2 separate regions of the Sus scrofa genome follow, and region 1 is linked to region 2. Evidence: chromatin contacts called from public HiChIP or PLAC-seq data. All regions are on one chromosome and are shown on one strand. The core of a region is the stretch at or near the end of the contact, and the rest is flanking DNA. Distances in the headings are between cores, read along the strand shown. Region 1 overlaps GRIN2B (glutamate receptor ionotropic, NMDA 2B). Region 2 has its middle 140 kb from the start of GRIN2B.

Evidence for each region. HiChIP or PLAC-seq counts read pairs in DNA pulled down with a chosen protein or histone mark.
Region 1: a contact with region 2 is called in an H3K27ac HiChIP or PLAC-seq map of skeletal muscle. The contact joins two enhancer-like sites. A contact is called at or near these places in 1 of 47 Hi-C or Micro-C datasets (epiblast stem cells) and 1 of 2 datasets of contacts at active chromatin or transcription factors (skeletal muscle).

Annotation. Positions count from the first base shown.
Region 1 is chr5:58,582,817-58,587,618 of Sscrofa11.1, reverse strand. All of the region lies in intron 3 of GRIN2B (glutamate receptor ionotropic, NMDA 2B), which reads right to left. Among named protein-coding and RNA genes, the nearest start is that of GRIN2B, 110 kb to the right of the region's middle. Within about 2 kb of position 1,683, at least 2 of the 83 cell types and tissues checked have an H3K27ac peak or open chromatin away from gene starts, as enhancers often do. A contact at or near this core is called in skeletal muscle, where this site is marked.
Region 2 is chr5:58,338,359-58,342,835 of Sscrofa11.1, reverse strand. No RefSeq gene overlaps it. Among named protein-coding and RNA genes, the nearest start is that of GRIN2B, 140 kb to the left of the region's middle. Within about 2 kb of position 3,180, at least 1 of the 83 cell types and tissues checked has an H3K27ac peak or open chromatin away from gene starts, as enhancers often do. A contact at or near this core is called in skeletal muscle, where this site is marked.

The DNA.
Region 1 (4,802 bases), core at 434-2,933, 250 kb before region 2:
ATAAAACTTAGAAAATTAAGTTTATTCCACAGATATTTTAAGCCGTCTACTCAGAAGTATATCATCACAACTTGCTATTTAAAACTACGATTTTAAGAAAACTAACAACCCATGGGGGGGGAAAAAATCAACCAAGAACAAGCAAAATATGCAACTTAATATGACACTTTAAGGGAAAAACAGGTTCTCAGTCTTCTGATTTCTATACTGATGACACAAAATTATGTTTGTAAATATAACAAAGAATTTTTAAAATACTATAGATGTGAGCAGAAATTTCACAAAAGAGAAATGATACATGATTAGCAAACATACGAAATTATTCAATATCACTGGTAATTATAGAAATAAAAATTAACCAGCAGTGGAGTATAATTTTTACCCACCAAATCATAAAGATTTTTTAGTTCATTTTAAGAGGGGAGTAGCCAATGATATGGTAGAAAAAGGCACTCTTACATATTGCCATAGGGAGTATAAACTGATTACAAAAAAATTGGAAAAGCCATTTGGCATTATGGATCAAGAGCCTTAAACATGTTCATACCTTTGACCCTGTAATTCAATTTCTGGGCGTCTATCTGAAGAAATAATGTAAAATAGAGACAGAAAAGCTTCATACACCAAAATGTTCACTGAAACATCATTTATAACAGTGAAAAATTCAAAGTAATTAAATGGCTGACAGTAAGAAGGTGGTTAAGTAAATTATGCTATAGCTATGTGACAAAATGCTAAACACCCTAAAAAATTATGTTTACCAAGAATTTTAAATATCACAGAAAACTCCCTATGGGCTGTAATGTTAAATAACAAACAAGCACACACACAAAAACAGTATGACTCCATCTATATAAAAATGCTGTTAGGAAATATACCCAAATGTCAACAGCAATTACCTTGTTGGAATTTAAGTGATTTTTTTTCTTCTTTCTGCCAACTTTTCCATTTTTTCCAAATACTCCACAATGAGTATATATTACATTCATAACCAGAAAAAAAATTATTAAAATTATACATTACATACATTTCAAGTATTTATACCAGCCATTTAATTAAAAAAAAAAGATAAAGACAGAGAAAAGGATAAAACTAAAAGAAGGCAGAGAAACAGATTAATGGAGGCTCTTTCTGTCCTCTTTTAGGTACTGCCACTAAATTTTTTAAGGCAAAAAAAAAAATTGTGTTCATAATTGCAAGCAGATGAAATACTGTGTTCACAATTGCAAGCAGTTGAAATATTTACCCCATTAGCTAAATAAAATTGTTAAGTGCATAAATCTGTCTAGGGTCACATATTTCCTACTTCTGACTTAAATGCATCACATAATGAATCATTTTGGAAAGAATCATTTCTGTTAAGTGAGAGCCATGATCTAATTCTGAGTTTTCAAGTTTATTTAAAGGGCTGCACCCGCTTCTGTGTACCTATAAAGGTATGTGTACATTGTGTAAATATTGTGAACGTACTGACAACATGTAGATATGTACGGAAGAGTATAAGAGCAACTAAGAGTTGGATGGGATGATTTTCTTCAACCCGCTCCCTTACCAGATGAAGAAACTAAAGCCCAGAGAACTCATGAGGCTAAAAAATTTGCTCAGGGTCACGTGGCCTGCAAGTAGCAAAGCCAGAGTGGCTGATCTACCACTATGGAAGTTTTCCAGTTATCTGTATTGCCAAGTTTATACCCCAGGGCTGTGACTGAACGAAACTGGAGAGCTGGAATAAAGTTGCAGTAACACCCGACTCTAAACCTACCCAGAAAATGAGCACTCTCCCTCTAACCATTTTGTTTGATGGGACTTCAAAAGCTATAGGGAGTGTGTGGCTGAGTGCTTTGATCTATGCATAACGGTCCTGAGTGGTCGCTAATCACTCAATTAGCAGAATAAACTGAAAGCGGAGGCTAAAGCAGCATTTGTTTTATGGGTATTGTAAGATCAAAACAGCTCTTTCCAAAATTTGAAAGGCCAAGAATTTGAGAAGTTCTTGAGGAATGACAGAAAAGTAGGTTAATAATGTAAACTGAAATCTGCAGATAATAAATATTTCACTGCTCTTGTACAACATGAGGCTAGCTATTGCTGCCTTGTGATTCATGGTGGCTGCGATTAGCATATGTAAAGTATTATTTCAAGGTGACTTATTAAGCTTGAATAAGTCAAGCTTATTCAAGAAGGCTTCAGAAAAAGGGCTTCAGAAAACATTTTTGAATGTGGATCTTTAGATCTTTTCATGCTGTGTCAGTTCTTCCAACTTTGGGGGTCTAAGAAAGTGTCTTTTGGCTTAAAAGTCCTTGTGCATATTAATCAGGATATTCTTATACGTAGCAGAGGTTGACTATATCAGGACTTAAACAACTTTGGCAGAACACATAAACTCCCTTTGTATCTAGTGAGCTTTCATCAAACTTATGTGTGCATGTTATAGTTGGTGTATATACCTAATATTTCATCTATGCTGTTTAGGCAAATTTCATTTACCTAAAGTTTCAACCCACTATTGATAATACAGTTGAAAATAACACATGTAAACAGAGGATCAAAGTGCGATTTCAGAGGAGAGGTGAAGTGTAAGAAAAGGTAATACCAACGTGGAGGCTCCTTTAACTGGCTATAAAGTCAGAGCTGAGAACAGCAGGATTGCGCCAAGGGAAATGAGTAATAGCGAGAAGACTGGGACAGGAGTGCAGAGCTGACGAAGCTAAGGTTCAGGATGAGCTTGGCTAGGACGAGCCCACGGAGGTCTGTAATTACAGATCAGGGCAGACATTTGGAATGGCATCAAGAAGGGGATAGGGTGTCCAGTGTAAAGACCAAAATGACGGTGTAAGTCCTTTAAAAGGTCTGCAGCATCACCACTGGCCAGGTAGGGCATGCAAAGAATCCAAAGTTATGAAAATGCGGAGGATTTAAGAAAGTGACCATTAAGGCCACAGTGGTGTTTGTGAAATTGGAAACACGTATCTAAAATGAATGTAATGCACAACTACATGGCAGCAATGTCCCAAAGTCATACTAGAAAAGCCATTTATCTCACTGTTTTATCATACTCACCTGGTGATCTCATGACTCTATGGACAAGTGAAGTCCTTGAGAGAGAAAAGTCCAGAACATAAAACGTCTTTGAGGGAGGTCCTTAGAAATCCATATATAAAGAGTATTATCACGTTATGGGCAAGTTAAGTTTTATCAGCATATTGGACTCTCTAGCAGGGACTACAGACAGAGCTGGCCTAGCTTGGACATAACACTAGCTGAGTAAGCTTTCTGAGGCAAGTTTTCTCATCTGTAAAAATAACAATATTGAGATAAGAATACCCACCTTGAAGAATGCTTATGAGAATTAAATGAGATCATGTACGTAAAGTGCCTAGAAAGAAGCCTGGCACATCTGCCCCCATAACAGATACTACTGATGAAAATAATTATGCTAATGAGGTATGATAATATTGTTACTTACTTAAAATATAACAAACATTTAAATTTCTCCTTCCCTTGCTCTTTTCAATTGCCCTAAAAAGAAGCATCATTCCACTGTTTCCTGTCCTGCCTACAACTCTCTGAGAAAAGCACAAGAAATAGGGAAAAGCTGATGTGTGAGGAAAGTTTCTCACTGACTGAGCTTATTTCCTCAGAGCCTCTCACATAAGTCAGCCAGTCAGCCAAACTCAAACTTCTCTCATGCAGGGAAATCATGGCCCAGACCAGCTAGAGCCTTGCTGCAGAAACGATCCCAATCACCCCACCAGCTTCTCTGTCAACATGTTCTAAATAAAAGACCTTTGACCCCCAGCCCAACAGCCTTGCTAAAGCCAAAAGTTGCATATGAGCAGGCACAGAGAAACCCCCTGTGTAACGCAGAGTACATATGATGACCAGACAAGAGACATCTAAATCTTTAAGATGTGACAAGAATACAAATTAAAATATTAACCTCCTCACCTATCATTTCCCAAGAAAGGTTTCCTGAACTCCTGCATTCTAACTCTGTTTTCGGTCTGTGGGATGCACAGGCTCACTCACTGGAGTCAGGAGCTCTTAGGCCTTCAAAAGTAACTGTCCAGAAGATCTCATGCAAGACACTTATCTCTCTGGGCCTGGATTCTCCCTCTAGAAAATAAGACTGTTGTATTTGGTAACCCTAACAGTCCATTTCAGAGATATATAGGCAGATAGGTAGATTCATTTGACTCTTAAACAATACAGAGGTTATGGGTGGCAACCCCTGCAGAGTTGAAAATCCCTGTAAAGCTTTATAGTTTTTCCTAAATATCCATGGTTCTGCACCCCCGAGTTAAACCAACTGCTGGTTGTGTAGTACTGTAGTACATATTTCTTGAAAAAAAAAAAAACTGCATAAAAGAGGACCTGGCACAGTTCAAATCCATGTTATTCAAGGGTCTTTATTTAGATAGATGATCAACAGATGATAGATATGTAAGGAGAGTATGTTTTTACTAGGAAAATAAAAATAATTAAGTATGGTTTAAATATTTAGTTCTACTGTATAATTATGTCTTGGGCTCAGATTATTTTAATAACTTGGTCCTTATTGAGAAAAAAATCACAACACAGAAAAACTTACAGATTGGAATAAAAGAAGTTAAGGGGGAAACTGATTATGATAAACACTTACTTTAAATAGGAAGAAAAATCTCCAATCAACAACCTAACTTGACACTTCAAGGAATTAGAAAAAAAAAAATCAAACTAAACCCAAAGTTAGCAGATAAAAATTAGAAATAAATATAATAGAGAATAGAAAAATAGAAAAAAAAATCAGTGAAGTTAAGAGT
Region 2 (4,477 bases), core at 1,931-4,430:
CCGTGAGCTGTGGTGTAGGTCGAAGACACAGCTCAGATCTGGCATTGCTGTGGCTCAGGCATAGGCCGGTGGCTACAGCTCTGATTAGACCCCTAGCCTCGGAACCTCCACATGCCACGGGTGTGGCCCTAGAAAAGGCAGAAAGATAAATAAATTAATATTTTGATAAATATTTCAGTATGTATTTCTGAAGAAATAAGGACTTCCTTAAACACATAACTGCAATACCACTGGTATAGCTTTGAAAAATAACATTAAGTCCTTAAGGTTCAATTAGCATTTAAAAGTCCCTAAGTAACTGATTGTTTTATATATTATTTATATTGTTTTGTTTGGTTTTTAATTTTATTTTCATCAGGATCCAAAGTCCAAACACTGCATTTGGTTAATGTCTCTTCCTTTGCATTTCACCTATACATTGTTCTTTCATATTTTTTATTGCAATTTATTTGTTTAAGAAACCAGGTCATTAATTCTATAGAATTTGTCATAGTTTGGATTTTGCTGGATGCAGTCCCATGGTGTCATTTAATGTTTCTCTCTTCCCTATGTTCCCTGTAAACTGGCAGAGCTAGAGGCTTCATTAGACTTAGATTCTGATTTTTTGCCAAATGTACTTTATTGATGGTGTGGTGTACAGGAATCTGCATTTTAACAAATTCATATTTAACAAATATGCCCTTTTTAAGTAAGTTATTTCTTATTATCAATATTAATGGAACTGACATTAGATATTCAAACGGAGAGAGAAAAGCTTTAGAGTGTGATTGTAAAACACTGGCATATGTAAGAATCAACTGAGAAGACTTATTTCAACATATTGCTGGTCCACTCTTAGGGGTTTTTATTGGTAGATAGGAGATACAGCTTGAGCATCAATAACAAGCTCCCAAGTGATGCTGATGCCATTGTTCTTGGAACCACACTTTGTGAACCTCTGCTTTAGAACATGGTGGTTTGGAGAGAGGCTTTGACATATAAAAATCTAAGATGGAATTCCATCACATGCCAGCTGAACAGTCTTGGAAAACTACTTGACCTCCCGAAACCTCAATATCCTCATCTGTAAATGGAGATGATAATAATACTACTTCACTTTTGAGGTAAATGGATTAAATGAAATAATATACATAAACTTTAGTACTGAGCCTTGTGAACTGTCAATATTTGACAAATAATAGTGGTGTTAGTATAATAATTATAATTACTATTAACAACATTATTATTCCTTTGCTGGTTTTATAACTTGCAATCAGGTCATAAGAAATTTTTGCAACTTAACAGTAATGAGAAATCTGCTGGGAGACCTAAAGCCCTAGAGGCAGGAGTCTTTGGCCAAGTTGTGGCTGTTTCAAATTATTTCAAAGTGGGAAGTAGGAAATAAAATGGAGGAAAATTCTGTTTCTATTTAGAGTCAGAGGTGCCCTTCCAAATGGGTCAGTGACAAGCTGGTCCTTCCTGCCACAAACACCACGTCTGCCTCATAGAGGGCTCAGTAACTTTTCCCAGTATCACAGATAAAGGGACTCATCTCTCATCCATCAGCCGAACAATTTTAACATTCCACAGATGTGCAGACTCAAAGACAAGTGGACCAAAAAAATCAAAGATTTTTAAGAAAAATTAAAAGTAAAAAGAGCAGCAATGAGTATTTTAGAGGTAGGATTAAGAATATCTTTTTATCTTCACCATTAATTATGAATAAATGCTGAGGACTATCTGGGTCTCTGTAACTTGCTTGGTTCTACCATTAATTGTCTTCACTGCCAGCCTGAAGCAGACTGAAGCAAACTCAGGCCAACCAAAGAAGGGAGAAGATGAGACAGAAACAGTCATGAGACCTGAACTGAGATTAAAAAGAGGTTACTAATCCCCAGCAAGGAGGGCTATGAGGTTAACAATATACATATATATATATATATATATATATATGTGTGTGTGTGTGTGTGTGTGTACACACACACACACAGAGAGAGAGAGAGAGAGAGAGAGAGAACTAATCTGAACTGGAAGCTACTATTGGGGAAATAATACAGAATAATGGCTAAGGGGAGTTCCCGGCGTGGCGCAGTGGTTAACGAATCCAACTAGGAACCATGAGGTTGCGGGTTCGGTCCCTGCCCTTGCTCAGTGGGTTAACGATCCGGCATTGCCGTGAACTGTGGTGTCGGTTGCAGATGCGTCTCGGATCTGGCGTTGCTGTGGCTCTGGCGTAGGCCAGCAGCTGCAGCTCCGATTAGACCCCTAGCCTGGGAACCTCCATATGCTGCAGCAGTGGCCCAAGAAATGGCAAAAAGACAAAAAAAAAAAAAAAGAAAAAAAAGAGAATAATGGCTAAGGGTCAGCAGGCCTATCACAGGCTGTGTGACCTTGAAGAAGCTGTATAATCTCTCTGAGTCTTAATTTCTTCATATACAATGATGAAAATATTATTAATTGCTATTGGGACTACTGTTAGTTCTAATACAATTTTGACAGGAATATTTAAGGATTGTAGATCCCACCCAGTCTCTTATACTGTCATGATTCTCATTCAAGCTGAAGAATATAACTCCCAATCACAGTGGTTGTAAATAAAATAAAGGGAGAGTAAACTTGCCAGTTGGAGAAAACACTCTTAGAGGTAATGAGTGTAATGAATCTGCCTTAAAGAGGCAGCTGCAGAGGAACAGAGATTAAACGTGATGACTTAGGGAAAGACCGTTAAACACAGTAAAGTCTGAGCTTTTCCTCTACCTGCCAGCTAACCAGGTAGTCCACCACAATTCTGTGGACAGAAGACGAAAGATTTCCAGATCAGAGACAAAGAACTTTATTACTCATGGCACAGTGGGCAACGTGAATGTCAGCAGATTGGCCTCAATCCCCCTTGCTGTCAAGTCCAACAGGAGTGACATGATGAGACCAAATGATATCTGCCCGCACAGTGGGTTGCTTTACAGGAGAGGAATCCATGGCCTAAAGCCCAGATCTTTTTGATCAAGCAGCAAACATTGCAGCAAGCAGAAAATCAACATATTTAAAATGAATTTAAAATAAAAGGAGCAGTAATGAGTATTTTGAAGTTAGTTAATCCCCTTACCCCTGGAGAACAAGTAGTTACAGGGTAGTCACACTGTGGTCGCTTAGACCTACTTAGTTGCCTATGTGGCTGGCTAGCTATAAAAACTGTCCAGTGTCAGGAGATGGATAAGCCTTGCAATCTGGCAACTCAGCAAGAATGTCTAGGAGAGTCAAGGCCCATGGCAGATTGCCTCTATCAACAGAGAACTCACACTTATTGAGGGCCTTCTAAGTCCCAGTAAGTCTGCTAGATGCTTTATTAAAATTTTTATAGGTATTTTTTTCATTTATGCAGAGTTGGAATGGTCTATCATCAAGATAAAAAGATAAGTCAGTCTTCAGAATATATAATAAAACATCAACTTGCCACCTCTCTAGTGTATATGAATATTATTTCAAATAACACAGGACACCTGGGGTTCATATTCCCTCTAATAACCTTGATTCTGAAGTGCCTTTTGTAAGTTTCTAACAAAAACCCAATGAAGATTGTTGATGCTCAAAAAAGACAGACTATGGCAACTTTGACTTTTTATTGCCCTTGTATTTCTTTCTGAATTTCTAAGCTATATCATGTCATCTCAACAGAAACTCATATATCTAGATACTGCTGTAGCTCTTTATAGAACAAACCATAATTTAATACCATGCCCCTCTTTTTATAAATCAAAAATCTTATAGATTGTACTAAATAAAGAGCATCTTATTTAGTTGAAGATATGCCTACAATCTTGATCAACATCCCCAAAGATTCACTATATATATAGTGAATCTTTATATATATATAATGAATATATATTTTATATATATAGTGAATATATATATTTTTAGAATATATATATAGAGAGAGTGAATATATATTTTTTAGAATATATATTTTTTAGAATTTATCTCCAGGAAGACATTTGTCTGATATCCTTATTCATAATAGCTATGAGAGAGATACAACTGAATGTGCTTCTCATTTTGCTTTGACTATGGGAAAACCTGAAACTAACTTCTGAACTTAAAAGCAGACATTTCTTAGAGTTCCCATGTGGCAGAACAGGTTAAGTATCTGGCATTGTCACTGCTGGGGCATGGGTTTGATCCCTGGCCTGGAAATTTCTGCATGCTGCAGGTGCACCTAAAAAAAAAAGTAGACATTTCTTCATTGCTTTGTCTTCATTCTTTTGCGTTTGGTTTTAAAGAATTATGATACATTGTCTCAACCCACTTTTTGAAAGTAGACAAAGTAATGAATGAATGACCAAAACTACTGAAGTTTGGGGTTTTTTAAAAATGTATTATTGTCAATATTTTGCCAAAGTACACATAAAGCTTTTTAGTTTAAGGCATAATCCTCAAATTAGTTTAAGACTTACAAAATGTAAATTGAGCTTCCAAGAGTTAGCATGCCTTATATTATGAATTT